Regions from separate parts of the Bos taurus genome. Here region 2 is linked to region 1. The links are chromatin contacts, called in public Hi-C maps. All regions are on one chromosome and are shown on one strand. Each heading gives the region's core, a stretch centred on a gene start, on an enhancer-like site or on the middle of the called end of the contact. The rest is flanking DNA. Distances are from core to core; before and after follow the strand shown.

Region 1 (7,356 bases), core at 1,496-3,995:
TTTTCAAAAAACTATCTGCGTGATTCTAATACGCAGCCAGGGCTATAACTGCCAGTAGTTGGCTGCTGCTGCTGCTGCTGCTAAGTCGCTTCAGTTGTGTCCGACTCTGTGCGACCCCATAGACAGCAGCCTATTAGGCTCCTCTGTCCCTGGGATTCTCCAGGCAAGAATACTGGAGTGGGTTGCCATTTCCTTCTCCAATGCATGAAAGTAAATAGTGAAAGTGAAGTCACTCAGTCATGTCTGACTCTTAGCGACCCCATGGACTGCAGCCTACCAGGCTCCGTCCATGGATTTTCCAGGCGAGAGTACTGGAGTGGGGTGCCATTGCCTTCTCTGAGTAGTTGGCTAGTTATGGCTATATTTCTTTGCTGTGTTCATTTACATGCACCTGCTCCCTCATTCCATCCCCAATAAATAGGAACTCAAACACAAAAACACATGATTTCCTTTCTCTAAATTTCTCAAGCACCAAAGGCAGTGGGTATGTTAGACACAGAATCTAAGGAGTAATGCATCAAGATACCAAACAAAAAACCACGGTTTTAATCCAGCAAAGGGGATACTCCCTCCCATGGTTCACACTGCAATCCATGTCTGTTATTATGGAGGCAGAAAGGGTCTGAAGAGGTGTCCAAGGCAAGCTTACCCTGTTTCATGGCGTGCTTCTCCTGCAGAGCTGGCTGGATTTTTTCCATTTGCTTGGTAAGGAAGTCTATCTTCCTCTTGAAGAAGTCCTTGGCATCCTCAGCTGTCTGCAAGGTCAGAGTGAATGAGAGGTAACCCATTCTGTACGCCAGCTCTCCCCCTCAGAGATGCATTCTTATGTTCCCTTCCACTCACCTTCTCTACGTAGTAACCAGTTCCCACATCGATAAGCACATGTTCCACATCATGTAGCTTCCCGGGGACATACATCTGAGAGGCAAGGATTAAGGGAAAACTAGCCCAGTATGAGTCATGATTCCCTGTCAGCTAGTTCAGCTTGACCTACCAACACCCTCCTTTTCTAAAAAGGAGGCAGGAATTCCCTGGAGGTCCAGTCACTAGGAGTTACTGCTTTCACTGCTGGGGCTTGGGTTCAATCCCTGGTAGGGGAACTAAGATCCCACAAGCCATGGGATGGAGTCAAAAAAAATAAACAAACAAACAAAAATTTAAAAGGAATAAGCTACAAGGCACATCTGAAGGCCTACAAACTCCACATGAGGAGAGACAGGGAAGCTGGTTCTTTATGGAGAAAAATCACATGTGCTGATCTTGTTCTGATCCCATCTGCCATCCTGCAAGCAGTTCTTAGAATTCTTACCATTATTCCTTCCAGAAAGACTAGATATTAGAGCAATTAGAATGATAGATCATTAGAATGACAGAACAGGATAATTTTTTCCTGCTGCTGTTAAGTAACAGAGTGAAAAGCCAGCCTCACTTTCTCTTTAACACTCCCAGACATGAATTAGCTAATTCCTGATGGATTTAATGTTGATTATTTAAGTAATCCCTGCTACACTGCTATTCCTGTGTTTCCTTTTCAGCCTGTCCACTCTCAGGTAGTTTATGGGTGCCCTATTGCCATAACTTGCTCACTCAAGTAAAACATTCAACAGCTAAGACATAATCCAGGTTTCTTAGTAACAATAGTTAGGAATAAGAGCCATAATTAAACTGAAATTGAGGATTAATAAACAGAACCAACCCCTTTGTTTCCAAATCCTCTATTCTTCTATTGCTTATGTTTTCTAAGTTACAGTAAAAACGTAAACCACCAGTTCTACCCCCCTACTAGGTTATATCCTCAGAGCAAAGGGAAATAATCACACCTCAATTCTAAATACATACATCTGGGTGCTCACCAAGCATTAATTAGTTCCTGGCCTTAGGTTAGACAGCAGAGCTAAGCTTGTGTTAATAGCGGTCTCAGAACCATCTAGGCACTCTGGAATAATCAATATCTCCCGCCCTTTTTTTGAAGGTTGTTAGGTGTCAGGGAGAAAACGAGAGGGCAGGGAAGAGGCTCCTGAGGAAAGGATACAGAACTCGTCAGTGGGACAAGTAATTCTTTCCCTGTGAAAGCAATTAAGACAAACATGTGGGGAAGGTTGGCAGCTCCAACTTTAAAAGGGAGTTTCAAAACGGCACGGCGCCCGAAAACTATACGAAAAGGACGAACAGGGGCAACAGGAGCAGAAAAATATCCTGGACATTTCAACTCTAGATAAGCAACATGCAAAGGGCTCCTGCAGCGACAATACGTAATGGACTGCTCTCTCGTCTCAGGTAAGAAAACTGGATTAGGAGGCGGGAAGAGAGAAGCCGGCTCGCCGCATCTCCCAGGTTCCCTTCGCACGCCTACCCCGTACCCTCGTTGTTTTTCTTCAGCACGTTCAGACAGTCCTTGGCTTCCACATACTTGGTCTGAACCACCTTGAGCTGGGCAATGGACGTGGACAAGAACTCCACTTCCTACAGAGAACAGGAATGAGGGTCAGGGTTGGGGCTCGCGGGAGAAGCGGGCACCGCCAGACAAGGGGCGGGTCCTGGGACGGGGTGGGGATTTCGCCTGGGAAGGGAATTCTCCCCAAGAGGGGAGGAATGGGGGGCAAGGAAGTGCGGGCTGCGGGGGGAGGAAAGTGAGACGGGAAAGGGGTGCTTTCGGAGCCTGTTCCCACCTGGTCCAGTTGGTTCTTGAGCATTTCTAGCTGCGGCAGATTCAGCTCGGTGATGTTAACTGACTGCGCCATGTTGGGAAGGAGGGCTTATGAAGCGGAAACCCTCCGGGAGAGCAACGCTCTAGCCGTCTTCTGCGTATCTCGATGGCTACGCCTGGAGGCCTCGCAGCGCTAGACATCTCTATGGTCCTTCAACCCGGAAGAGAGGGAAACTCGCGGCTGGGCGTGGGGTGCGGAATCTTCGGCGTGACTCCCCTTGGAATAGAAAGGGCTGCGGCGTTTTCTTTTCACAAAATGTCCCAAACCTCGCATAATCAAGTTCTAACAAACAGGATCCTTATGCTCAAGAAACTTCATCTTACTCAGGCCTTGGGACTTCCCTGGTGGTCCAGTGGTTAAGAATCCGCCTGCCAATGCAAGGGAAACGGTTCCATCCCTGGTGCGGAAAGATCCTACATGCCAAGGATCAACAAAGCCCCTTGTGCAGCAATTGCAGAGCACCGCCCCCGCAAGGGGCAGCTACTGAAGCTTGGGCGCCTAGAGCCTGTGCTCGGCAACAGAGAAGCCACCGAAATAAGCTCCCACTCCCTGCCACTAGAGAAAACCCGCACATCAACGAAGACCCAGCACAGACGCACAGATACACTATAACCACAGCCGGTGGTATAAGCCTGGTGACAACAGGCAGGGAAGAAGCCTGGGAAGTTCAAGGAGCAAGGGACAGGGGGGACAGTAGTGTTATGAAAGGGATGTTTCGCGCAGATGAAGCAGAGTCTGGCGGTTGAGAGAACAGGAAGGAGGCACATTATCACTCGGAGTACAGCAGTAGCTTTATTAATCAACACAGTGTTTTACCATGTGCTAGAAGTGAAGGATACATGAGTGTAAGATATATAGTTCTGAGCTTAACAATCTAGTTGGGGAGAGGAAAACCATACGTAAGTTGCAAAACTTCCCAATGTGTATGTGAGTGTGTACATGTGTGTGTGTTGTTCAGTCGCGTCCAACTCTTTGTGATCCCATGGACTGTAGCCGCTAGACTCCTCCAGGCAAGAATACTGGAGTGGGTTGCCATTTCCTTCTCTGGGGGAATCTTACAGACCCAGGGATTGAATCCAGGTCTCCTGCATTGCAGGCAGATTCTTTACCATCTGAGCTACAAAAACTCTCCAGAACCTGCCGCTAAAGTGTCATGGCACTGACAAGTGTTAATAGCTGAATGTGGGGGAAGGACAATATCCACTTTGGAGGGGGCAGGGCAACCGAGGCAGTAAAGCTAATGTCATTCCGAGGATACCAGAGGCAGTAAGTCAAGATAGCTATGAGTGTACCTGGCCAAGACATTCTCAATGGATCTATATCTATGTTTCCTCGGGGCTTTGTCCCCACTTAGATCATTTTGATGCCCTGCTGTCCTTTAGCTTTGTCTGCTGGGGCCAAGCCAGGTCCATCTTTTTCCTGTGGTTTGCCTTTCTTCCCAATGCTCTCAGAGTTGGACTGTTGCAAGTTTTCTTATCTATAGTACCACATAGTGGGAAGTGGGCAAGAGTCTTATCTTCAAATGTTCTCAGAGAAACTACACAAAACAGGATTTCAAGTAATGTATCTTTATTATATTAAAATTAAATCAAAAGGAAATCTTTCATGTAAAACACCGGAAAATTACTTAAAATATTTATCTTCAGGGCCAAACCTAAGTTTGGAGGTAGAATAGTCACATAGCTTCTACCGGCAACAGGAGAGCTCCAAGGGGTCACCGCAGGGAGACAGGCAAGCCATAGGCTACAGGTGCAGCCCCAATAAGGTATTTGAGTCGGGGAGCCTGGCGGGCCTGGCTGACATAGTACAGAAGGGGGGCTCCTGAACCTGCTCTAAGCCAGCCCTGCAACAGAGCCTCTGTGTAGCGGTCAATGTCACGGTCAGTCACGTCCCAGAGGTTACCTAGGAACAGGGGGCTGGGAAAAGAGAAGGAAGAAATACAAAGTAAGGGCTCAAAAACTTCTGATTCATGGTGGTGAATGAGTTGAGAGGGATTAAACCAATGAGAAAGCCCCTTGGCCCATCGTTCCAGGAGGAGGATAGATGATGACAAAGGGGTAAAGGCCCAAGCATGCCAGGGAACTAGGATGGGAGGAAAATGGGGCACAAAAGAGCAAGGATTTAGGGTTCAGACCTGAGAAAGCACTTGGGGTCGGGACCTTGCATAGACTGCCCCTCAAGACTTACCAGCCAGCCATGATATACTTGAGCACAATGCCAGCCCCCTCCAGGTTTCCATGCACAGCCAGGGCTGCGCTGCTGCAGCCGAACAGCAGGGCCACTGCCCGGCAGCTCAGCCGCAGGACAGCCTGCCCGTCCAGGAAGCGGGCGCCGGCGCCATGCCCTGCATAGCTGAGGCAGAAGGAGGTGAGATGAAACTGACCTCGCAGGGCCAGGCCTCGGCACTGCCTCCAGAGTTGTCCAGAGTCAGCCAGGGGCTCCAAAGCCCCAGAGCAGACCATGATGATACCCACCCTCTGGGACTGTCCCTCTCCCCATCTCCCTGCCCTGAGCACTCACATGTACAAGTCACGCTCCGTCAAGGCCGTTTGCACCTGTTCCGGGCTCGGCACCTCCCCAACCACCCCTTTCCAGCCAGCTTCACTGCAGGGAAAAAGCAGTGAGAAGGGACTTAGCTGGAGGTGCAGTAGTTAAGACTGCACGCCCAGTGCAGGGGGCGGGGCATTGATCCCTTGTCGGGGAGCTAAGATCCCACACGCTGTGTGGTGCAGCCAGAGTTAGATGGGTCATGTGGCAAAAAGGGCAGAAGGGACACTAGGAAGGAGGTGGGCTGCAACATTTGATTCCAGAGAAAAGGACATTTACCCCTGTGTTGCGTCTACCCTTCCCTACCACTCTTCTTACTCTTCTCCCCCTGACCTGCTAAAATGGGCTCGGAATTGCTCCTCTGTGCTTGACAGGTTATTGTGAGGGTTCAGGACGTAGAAGGTTCTGCGAGGATCCACTCCTTGGCTCAGCACTGATGAGGCCCCAGACTGATGGAGAGACACCAGTGATCAGCATCCCAGTTTGGTCGGAGCACTCAAGCTCCAACCAACCCAAGTCCCCGTCCATTCTTAAGACCGCCTTCCTCTCTTGCCACGTCTCTCTGCCTTTTCTTGTTCAATTACCCATCATCCCCACTTTCCATTCCCTGAACCCCACACCTCTTTGATGATGGAGTAGCTGAGTAGGAATCGGAAGGAGGGCAGTCGAGTGACAGGCAGGGCCCGGAGGCTGGGTATGCTCTCCCACGGCAGCTTCTGTAGGTCCTGGGCAAAAAGCACTCAGACGTTACTGTCCTGAGGCAGGGGTATGCAGGAGGCAGAAGGGGTATGGTTGAGAGGAGGTGCCCACTGCCCACCAGGTGCTACCCATATGGCTACTGGCTCTTTACCTTGTCCAGCACTAACACGAGATGCCTACTGCTTGTTGATGTCTGACCTTGGAGACGCCCTACTGCCTCACCTAGGAGCTCTTGGGCTCGGGCTGGTCGGCCTGGGCACAGCCCATAAGCCAGGGCCTGCACGTCCTGCGGCGTGAGGGTACTGGCACCGCTGAGCATGATCTGCAGGGGACCAGTGGTCAGTGAGTACAAGAGCTCCCCTTTCCACCCGCAGTGGCAGGTGGGAAAGAGGTAAGGCGCACTTCATCCTCTTCCCTGATTTCTCAACTCACTCTCAGCAGAGTGGGGTCAGGATATTTCCAGCCACATTCCTGTAGTGAGTCTTGTAGATGGGAGGCCTCCCGGACAAGGTCGGGGTCCTCGCAGGATGGCAGCAACAGCCCCCGCCAGCAGCCCAGCACGTACTTCTCTAGGGAAGTGGTGAGAACCTGGATGCACAACAGAACCATCAGTGAGAGAGGAAGCCAAGTTTCTTTCCCCACAGGCACCATCTTGGAGGCAAGGAAATGCGTCTTCCAATGAGTGGATGTGTCTTATGTATCTTACGACCAACATAAAAGGCAAGAGAGCAACAGTTTTCATTTGCTGAGACTCTGAGAGAGTATTGATAAGGTAAGATTTGTAATAAATCACTACATTTGGATAAATAAAAACAGGTGGGCAAAAGCTAAGTCAGGAAATGAAATGAAAATTATGGCTGGGAGTCTGATGTGCTGCTGTGCTTAGTTGCTCAGATGTGTCCAACTCCTTGAGACCCCATGGACTGCAGCCTGCCAGGCTCCTCTGTCCATGGGGATTCTCCAGGCAAGAATACTGGAGTGGGTTGCCATGCCCTCCTCTGGGGAATCTTCCCAAACCAGGGATCGAATCCAGGTCTCCTGCATTGCAGGTGGATTCTTTACCAGCTGAGCTACCTGGGAAGCCCTAGGAGGCTGGTATTTGGCCTTAAATTCTTATTTTGTACTTATCTTTAAACATTTCATTGCCATAACCCCTTCAAGTCTTGGGCTCTGGTTTATTTGGTTTTTGTTTTATTGTTTTTTTTTTCCTGCCGCACCACATGTATGTGGGATCTTAGTTCCCAGACCAGGGATTGAACCGGTACCCCTTGCAGGGGAAGCATGGAACTTTAACTGCTGGACAGCCAGGGAAGTCCCCTTGTGCTCTTGTTTAAAGTGCTTCCCAAGTAACACAATGTTTATTTAGGCCTACACTTCCAGAAACAACAGTTAGAACTGGACA
Region 2 (7,356 bases), core at 2,934-5,433, 62 kb after region 1:
CCCCCGAATTTCCCCGGGGCTGGGACGGCGCTCCAGCCCGGGGATGCGGGACTGGGGGGCACTCTGGGAAGGGGCGGGCGGCGGGCGCTCGGGGAGTGTGCGCGCGGGGTCACTGAGCCCCCGCCAACGCGCCTCGCTCCTTGGCACACGGCAGCGCTGTTTACGAGATCGCTTTTTTTTTTTTTTTTTTTTTTGGGTCTGTTGGTTGCAGGGCAGAGCTGCTCAGATTTAACAACTGGGAGACTGGAAGAGGGAGGTGGCAAATAGGAGACCGAACTGTGGGGTGGGGTGGGGCAAGAAAGAAGACAAGTATAGCATTTAAAGGGTGGGGAAAACATAAACTAGTTACTTGCACCAAACCAAATCCTTGTGAATTCTTAACTTTCCGCTCATGGTCGGATAGGATGGGGATTTGGAGTGTGTTCGGAAATATACTGAGATGGAAAGAATCTCCCAGGAACGGTTTTTGTGGGGACCCGGCAAGGACCTGGTTTTTTTCAGGCCCAGAGAAACCCACGGGACTTGGCTGGCAAGTCAGTTTGGACCAACAGTTTTGGCTTCTAGGGCCTTGCGGGGGGTTCGGGCCTGCCCCACACACTTTCAGAGAAAGTAGTTTAGACCTATGTGTCTTGACCAGGGAAGGAAAGAAGTCCTTTGGTGTGTCTGTGAGTGCTTGGCAGCGCCAGCATTCTGGTGCTGCGTTGGCAGGCCACGGGTGTCTGTCTGGTGGCAGAGCTTCTTGCTTGCAACTGTGAAGCGAATGCTGGATGTTGTGTGTCTGCCTTGTGCATCCACCTCCACAGTGTGGCTGGAGTGCATGAGCCTCTGTGCCTACCTGGGTGTTCTGTGCCAAGTATAGGGGTATATGAGCTGGTTGGTAATGTGCCTGCTTTTGTGCCCTGTGTGTTGTTGATGTGTGAGAGTGTCTCCAAGGAGGTGTGTGTCGTCAGATTGTGAGTCCGGGCTTCTCAGCCCTGGGCCTCGCAGCTGGGAGTGTTTACAGCCGGTTATAAAGAGTTTGTTTGAAGCTCCGCTCAGCCTGGCCAGGAATTTCCTCAATTTCAGCAATTTGGGCTTTAAAAGGAGAAAAACCCAGAGCCCACCCCCCTGCTCCGCAGCAGGGGCCCCTGCTTAGCCCGGCCAGGCATCGTCATGGTGGGGTCTCTGCCCAGGGCTGAGAAAGGAATCTGAGCAGAGCTGACCCACTTAGCCTTCCTGTGCCCTTCGCTCCAGATTGACCAGAGCTGCTGGGCTGCACTTTAGGGTTCAAGGGTGAGGGTGTGTCAGAGGGGTACCGAGAAGGGACCACAGTACCTTGAGTACGAGAAAAGCTGCCCCTGGCCTGTCTCCCTGCCACCCCCACTCTCATGATTGGCTGGCACGGGCCCATGCCAGTCTGACCGCACCCAGGCCCTTTCGCAAGAGAGGAAATGAGGCAGCGCTCTGCGGGCAGGGAGGGCGTCAGTGCGGGTAAGCACCACCCCACGCACTGGCCTGTGGGCAGCACATGTGCCCTCAGACACTGGGGCCATCCTGAAAGAAAGGCATCCCAGCCCACTCCCCATCTCCCAGCACCAGCACCGCCCCCCCATTTCCCGCCTGGTTCTGAATAGACTCCAGGCACCCTCCTATCCTCCACTCCTCGCTCTCCTTTTTCATTGGGGAATCTCACTCTAGCTAGATTCTTATGCTAATGGAGTGTCTGTGTGTGTTGGGGGCCGGGAGGGCTTCGCTCCTGTGGGGAGGATGGAGCTAATCCGGAACCCCAGCATCCTGGCATCCCAGGCCTTTCTGTCCTTCTGGCAGCCTGGGTGGACTTCTGACCAGATGGGCTACAGCAGCTTAGAAGGAAGAAGGTGTTCACGAGGTGGGTGCGAGCAAGGGACACTCTTTAGGCTTTAGGGTTTTCTTGCATTAACTTAGGCCTCCAGGTTTGGGCAACTGGTCCTACAGGTTGAATAATTTACAGATTTTTTTTTTTCCCCACCCTCTGAAGACCCGACCACACACTCAAAAGAGGTTTACTCAGCAGCCTCCTAAACAGAGGGTGTCCTCTCCACAAACTCTCTGCGTGGCATGGGCTGAGATCTTTATTGAGCAGTGTGTAGCTTTTGCAGGGGAGGTTTAGGAGTGAAGACATAGCTCAGAGAGGGTCCAGAGGTACTCCCCTCCCCTATCAACCCCGGATACAACCCACTGTCACCTGACTTCTGGTTTGCTACACCCCAACAACTTCTAGACCTGAGAATCTGAGCAAACACCTGCCTCCCTTTCCTAACTTCTCTCACTCTTGGCCTGGCCAATTAGATCTAGACCTGAGATCTTCTGCTCCCCGCTCCTCCCTACTACCCCCACGCCCTCCCCACCCCCATAACTGGCAATGTGGCACTGGGCTGGCCCCATCCCTCCATAGGCCTCCATGTCTTCAGGTGTAACATAAGGCTTTTGCATGTGCCCTAACCTACTTTCCCAGTCCCTACGTCCCATTTGCTCCACTGTCTCAGCGGTTTCTAGGGAAAAGGACATTGGTGGTTATTTGGGGGATGGTTTGAGGGGGGACTGGAGAAGGAAATGGCAACCCCATTCGGTATTCTTGCCTGGAAAATTCCATGGACAGAGGAGACTGGTGTGCTACAGTCCATGGGGGCGCAGAGTCGGACACGACTTGAGAGTGCACATGCACACACACATTGAGGGGGGAAAAGATCCGGGACTGTCTCCCCTGTACTGCTTGAGAGAGGATGAGGTTCTCTTCTACCTTCTGAGTCTCCTGGCAGGTGATTTAGCCAGGTGCTAGCCACAGGTGACCTGGAATTGCCTCTTCACCCCCAGATCTGTGGCCTCTTGAGCAGGAGAAGGGTAGGAGGGAGTCTGCTGACAGGGACCCAATGTGAGGAGTGGCTGGAGAGTTCAGAACCACAGGCCGATACCCCTTTACACACCCACTTTGTAGCTGGGCAAACTGAGGCCCAGAGAATTTAACTTCCGGGATGGCCTGGACCCAGAATTTGGAGAATTGAGCAGTTGTATAGGACATTATTATAGGGGGAGGTGGCCAGGTTGGGAGGTAATAGTAGTCATTTGAGGGTTTCTGGAAGTGTTTACTCTGGGGCTGTATATGGGTTGTTGGGACTTTAAATCAATGTGGTGGCGATGGTGTCATCACCGAGCCAGAGGAAGAAGTGGGAATGTGGGGTGTGTATCTGATGAGGATGCCTAGAGATCTGAGGGGAGCTTCTCCCCTGACCCTCACATCACTGCTTCTCCCCAGCGGTGGAGACACAGAGCACTAGCTCAGAGGAGATGGTGCCAAGCTCGCCCTCGCCCCCTCCACCTCCCCGGGTGTACAAGCCGTGCTTCGTGTGCAATGACAAGTCCTCTGGCTACCACTATGGGGTCAGCTCTTGTGAAGGCTGCAAGGTGTGTACGGGGTGGATGTGGGTGCATTGGGCATCCAGAGTTGACTGGGTGAGATCAGAGACTGTGTGTGGGTGGGTATCCCTCTGGGGTGGGAGGGATGCTACTCTGCACAGACGTGGCTGAGCCTGGGACCACCTGCAAGGCCTGCAAGAGGCTGATACTCCCAGCATCCTGCTTCACTGACCTTCCGCGCCTTACCCCCAACCCCAGGGCTTCTTCCGTCGCAGCATCCAGAAGAACATGGTGTACACATGTCACCGCGACAAAAACTGTATCATCAACAAGGTGACCCGGAATCGTTGCCAGTACTGCCGGCTACAGAAATGCTTTGAAGTTGGCATGTCCAAGGAAGGTAGGCCCTTAGGCCTGCCTGGGCAGGAGCACTCCTGTCCTAGCCTGTGGCTGCCACCCTCTTCCCACTGGCTGCCCCCACTTCCCTGACCTCTGTGATCAGCCTCCAGCCGCCCTGGAGTGCTGCCTCCTCCTCGGCCAGTCCTATTTGATTAGTTCCATTCACCCAGGAGACCCCACCCCTTCCCATTCCCTCTTCTCAGAGCTTAACCCTTCGTCTGAATGAGGGAATGGGGTTTACCATTGCACATTCCTTGTTTCATGGGCAAGTTGGGGGGCTTGCCAGTCCCCTCCCCTGCTCCCAGCACTGAGCCTGAGGTGGATCTGGGGTGCCCCCCCTCCCCTGCGCCATTGTGCTGCCAAGGCTATAAGTGGATATCCTGCCGCCTGCATATCCTGCCCCCCCTCCCCAGCTCCTGCAGGGTGACAGGAAGGGCAGGATGGAGCCGAATGGCCTGGGGAGGGAGCAGGGGCTGCAGGCCCTGGGTGGGGCTGGGGAGAGCCAGCCTGGGAATGGGAGCTAGTGTAGGAGACAGAGAACCTGACCGGGTCCCAGGGAATGGATGCTGTCCAGTGTGAGAGGGGATAGGGAGGGAGATTCTGAGAGTCCTGACCCTTTCCTCATCTGCCTCTACCCTCAAGCCGTACGGAATGATCGCAACAAGAAGAAGAAAGAGGTGAAGGAAGAAGGGTCGCTTGACAGCTATGAGCTGAGCCCCCAGTTAGAAGAGCTCATCACCAAGGTCAGCAAGGCCCATCAGGAGACCTTCCCCTCGCTCTGCCAGCTGGGCAAGTACACCACGGTGAGGAGTGGGCAGGGCCGTGGTGAGGGAAGGGGCCGCTGACTTTGGAGAATGGGTGGGGTGGTGTTGGAGGCCGTGGTCTGGCGCTGACAATGGTCAGGGCATCTGCATGCAGAGGGAGAGCCAGGGGTTTTGGCAAAAGGAAGACAGGATGAGCCTTAGTTTGCTTTCTAACCTGCTGTTGCTGCAGAACTCCAGTGCAGACCACCGGGTGCAGCTGGATCTGGGGCTGTGGGACAAGTTCAGCGAGCTGGCCACCAAGTGCATCATCAAGATCGTGGAGTTTGCCAAGCGGTTACCTGGCTTCACCGGTCTCAGCATTGCTGACCAGATCACTCTGCTCAAGGCCGCCTGCCTGGACATCCTGGTGAGTTAAACCCTGGCTCTGTCTCCCATCATAGCCTGACCCTCAGACGAGACCATGGAGTTGGTCCACACAAAGATTTCATTATTTCTGTTCCCCACTCCAATCTGGGACTCCCCCAGATATCCTCGAAACCCAAGCTCTTTTTTTGTCTTAATCTCTGCCCCTGAGATCTGATCCTAGACTTCTGCATGCCCTACCTTCTGACTTCTCTTCTCTTCCCCCAACTTCAGACCCTCCATCTGTCTGCCTTCCTTCTCCTGCCTGCTTTAGGTGGCCCTCCTTTAGGACCTAACTGCTTCACTTTTTACCTGTACCTCATGCTCTTTTCCCTCCCACCCTATGCGCTCCTTCGCAGAGACAGCACTAACCCTCCCCCCACCTCCAGATGCTGCGGATCTGCACAAGGTACACCCCAGAGCAGGACACTATGACGTTCTCCGATGGGCTGACCCTAAACCGGACTCAGATGCACAACGCCGGCTTCGGGCCCCTCACAGACCTCGTCTTTGCCTTCGCTGGGCAGCTCCTGCCGCTGGAGATGGACGACACAGAGACAGGCCTGCTCAGCGCCATCTGCCTCATCTGCGGAGGTGCGGGGGCGCCCCCTGGCGCTGACTCAGATTATTTTCCCACTGCACCCCACAACCTGGCTGGAGACCTTGGTCCCACCCCAGACTCCTCAGCTCCAGTTACAGACTGCCCAGCAGCCTGGAACAAGCAACGAGAAGAGGGGGAGAGCCGGGACGGGGGGCAGGGAGCTGAGGAGACCCCCGGTACTAGTGCTGACATAGAGATCTGTGCTTAGTCACTCAGTCGTGTCCGACTCTTTGTGACCCTATGGACTGTAGCCCGCCAGGCTCCTCTGTCCATGGGGATTCTCCAGGCAAGAATACTGGAGTGGGTTGCCATGCCCTCCTCCAAGGGGTCTTCCCAACCCAGGGATTAAACCCAAGTCTCCCGCCAGGTCTCCCGCATTGCGGGCAGATTCTTTTATTGACTGAGCCACCAGGGAAGTCCTGGGCAGGCTTTACCAGAGAAAACCACTTGCCAGAGAGGGGATGGTATAGGGATTGGAGCAGGGGAGATGGTCTGAGTGGGGCTCATGGTCAGGGTTTGGGGCCTGGAGGGCCATAGGGCAGGGCACCTTGGGATCAGCCCCTCATCACTGTCTTCCATGTCTCTCTCACTCACCTGTGCTTATCCCCAAAGACCGCATGGACCTGGAGGAGCCTGAGAAAGTGGACAAGCTGCAGGAACCGCTGCTTGAAGCCCTGAGGCTCTATGCCCGGCGCCGGCGGCCCAGTCAGCCCTATATGTTCCCCAGGATGCTCATGAAGATCACTGACCTCCGGGGCATCAGCACCAAGGGTTAGTCGGGAGCAAGCCTCCCCTCTGTCTTCTCGGAGCTGCCGGTCTCCCAGGTCAGGCAGAGACAAGAGCAGAGTGGGGTAGAATCAGGCAGCCTGCACTCGCATCCTCGCTCCGCTGCATGCTAGTGGGAACACTTGGTGCAAAATACCTTTCCTTTTTGTACCTTGTTTTTCTGTTTGTGAGGATGAAACAAGTTAACACACAACAGGCTTACAGCTGTGCTGAGTTATAAAGTTCAGTGCCTCCTGCCCTGGATGGAGCAGATGTTTCCAGCATCACAGGAAGGTTGATTGGACGCCTGGCACGCGGTGTTTGATGAATGTTAGTCCTAGTGATAAATGTTATTAAGAACAGCCATGGGCTTACGGAGGGGGTCCAGGGTGTGTGGCTGGAAGGTGGGCGCTGTGTGATCTTGGAGGAGACAGCCTGAAAGGAAAGGTGGGCAGTGGACTTGGCAGAGAAGACAGGCAGAGTCTCCAGGCAGAGGAGTGGGCCCCAGGAGCTCTACAGTAGAAAGAGGGAGAGAAAGAAGCAGACAGAGATAACAGGCCTGTGCTGGGAGCCCCAGAGGGCAGTCAAGCAGAGTTAGGGAGGCCGCCGTAGGTGCTGTACCTCAGCCCCCCTGAACCTCCTTGTTCCTCCACTGCAGGAGCAGAAAGGGCCATTACCCTGAAGATGGAGATTCCAGGCCCGATGCCTCCCCTGATCCGAGAAATGCTGGAGAACCCCGAAATGTTTGAGGACGACTCCTCGCAGCCTGGCCCTCACCCCAAGGCCTCCAGCGAGGATGAGGTTCCCGGGGGCCAGGGCAGAGGGGGCCGCAGCCCCCATCCTGACCAGGGTCTCTGACTTCCCCTGCCTTGGGGGTTGGGGCTCCAGGCAGCAGACTGACCATCTCCCAGACACCGCCAGTGACTGGGGGAGGACCTGCTCTGCCCTCTCCCCACCCCTTCCAATGAGCTCCTTGTTTTTGCCAAAGTTTCCAGGGGTGCCTCTGTGTTCATCCCCATCTTGTTCTAACCGGCTCCCTCTCCAGTCCTGGGG

What was found. Hi-C and Micro-C count contacts between places; a contact is called where the count stands out from the background.
Region 2: a Hi-C map of liver shows a contact between it and region 1, with 2.5 times the contacts expected there. The contact joins the enhancer-like site here to the promoter of PFDN5 in region 1. A contact is called at or near these places in 4 of 11 Hi-C or Micro-C datasets (8-cell embryo, liver, skeletal muscle and 1 more).

The regions. Positions count from the first base shown.
Region 1 is chr5:26,725,916-26,733,271 of ARS-UCD2.0, forward strand. PFDN5 (prefoldin subunit 5) reads right to left here and starts at 2,746. Exons shown (of 6, transcript NM_174732.2): 1 at 2,670-2,746; 2 at 2,361-2,463; 3 at 2,033-2,064; 4 at 844-918; 5 at 650-755. The coding sequence starts at 2,741. ESPL1 (extra spindle pole bodies like 1, separase) reads right to left here. Exons shown (of 31, transcript NM_001045949.2): 25 at 6,387-6,542; 26 at 6,106-6,276; 27 at 5,876-5,980; 28 at 5,589-5,704; 29 at 5,229-5,312; 30 at 4,896-5,060; 31 at 4,261-4,624. The coding sequence ends at 4,423.
Region 2 is chr5:26,786,573-26,793,928 of ARS-UCD2.0, forward strand. It overlaps RARG (retinoic acid receptor gamma), which reads left to right. Exons shown (of 9, transcript NM_001130756.1): 3 at 3,272-3,420; 4 at 3,631-3,772; 5 at 4,414-4,574; 6 at 4,765-4,941; 7 at 5,327-5,531; 8 at 6,151-6,309; 9 at 6,962-7,356. The coding sequence ends at 7,161. Among named protein-coding and RNA genes, the nearest start is that of ITGB7, 6.7 kb to the right of the region's middle. Within about 2 kb of position 4,184, at least 7 of the 102 cell types and tissues checked have an H3K27ac peak or open chromatin away from gene starts, as enhancers often do. A contact at or near this core is called in liver and skeletal muscle, where this site is marked.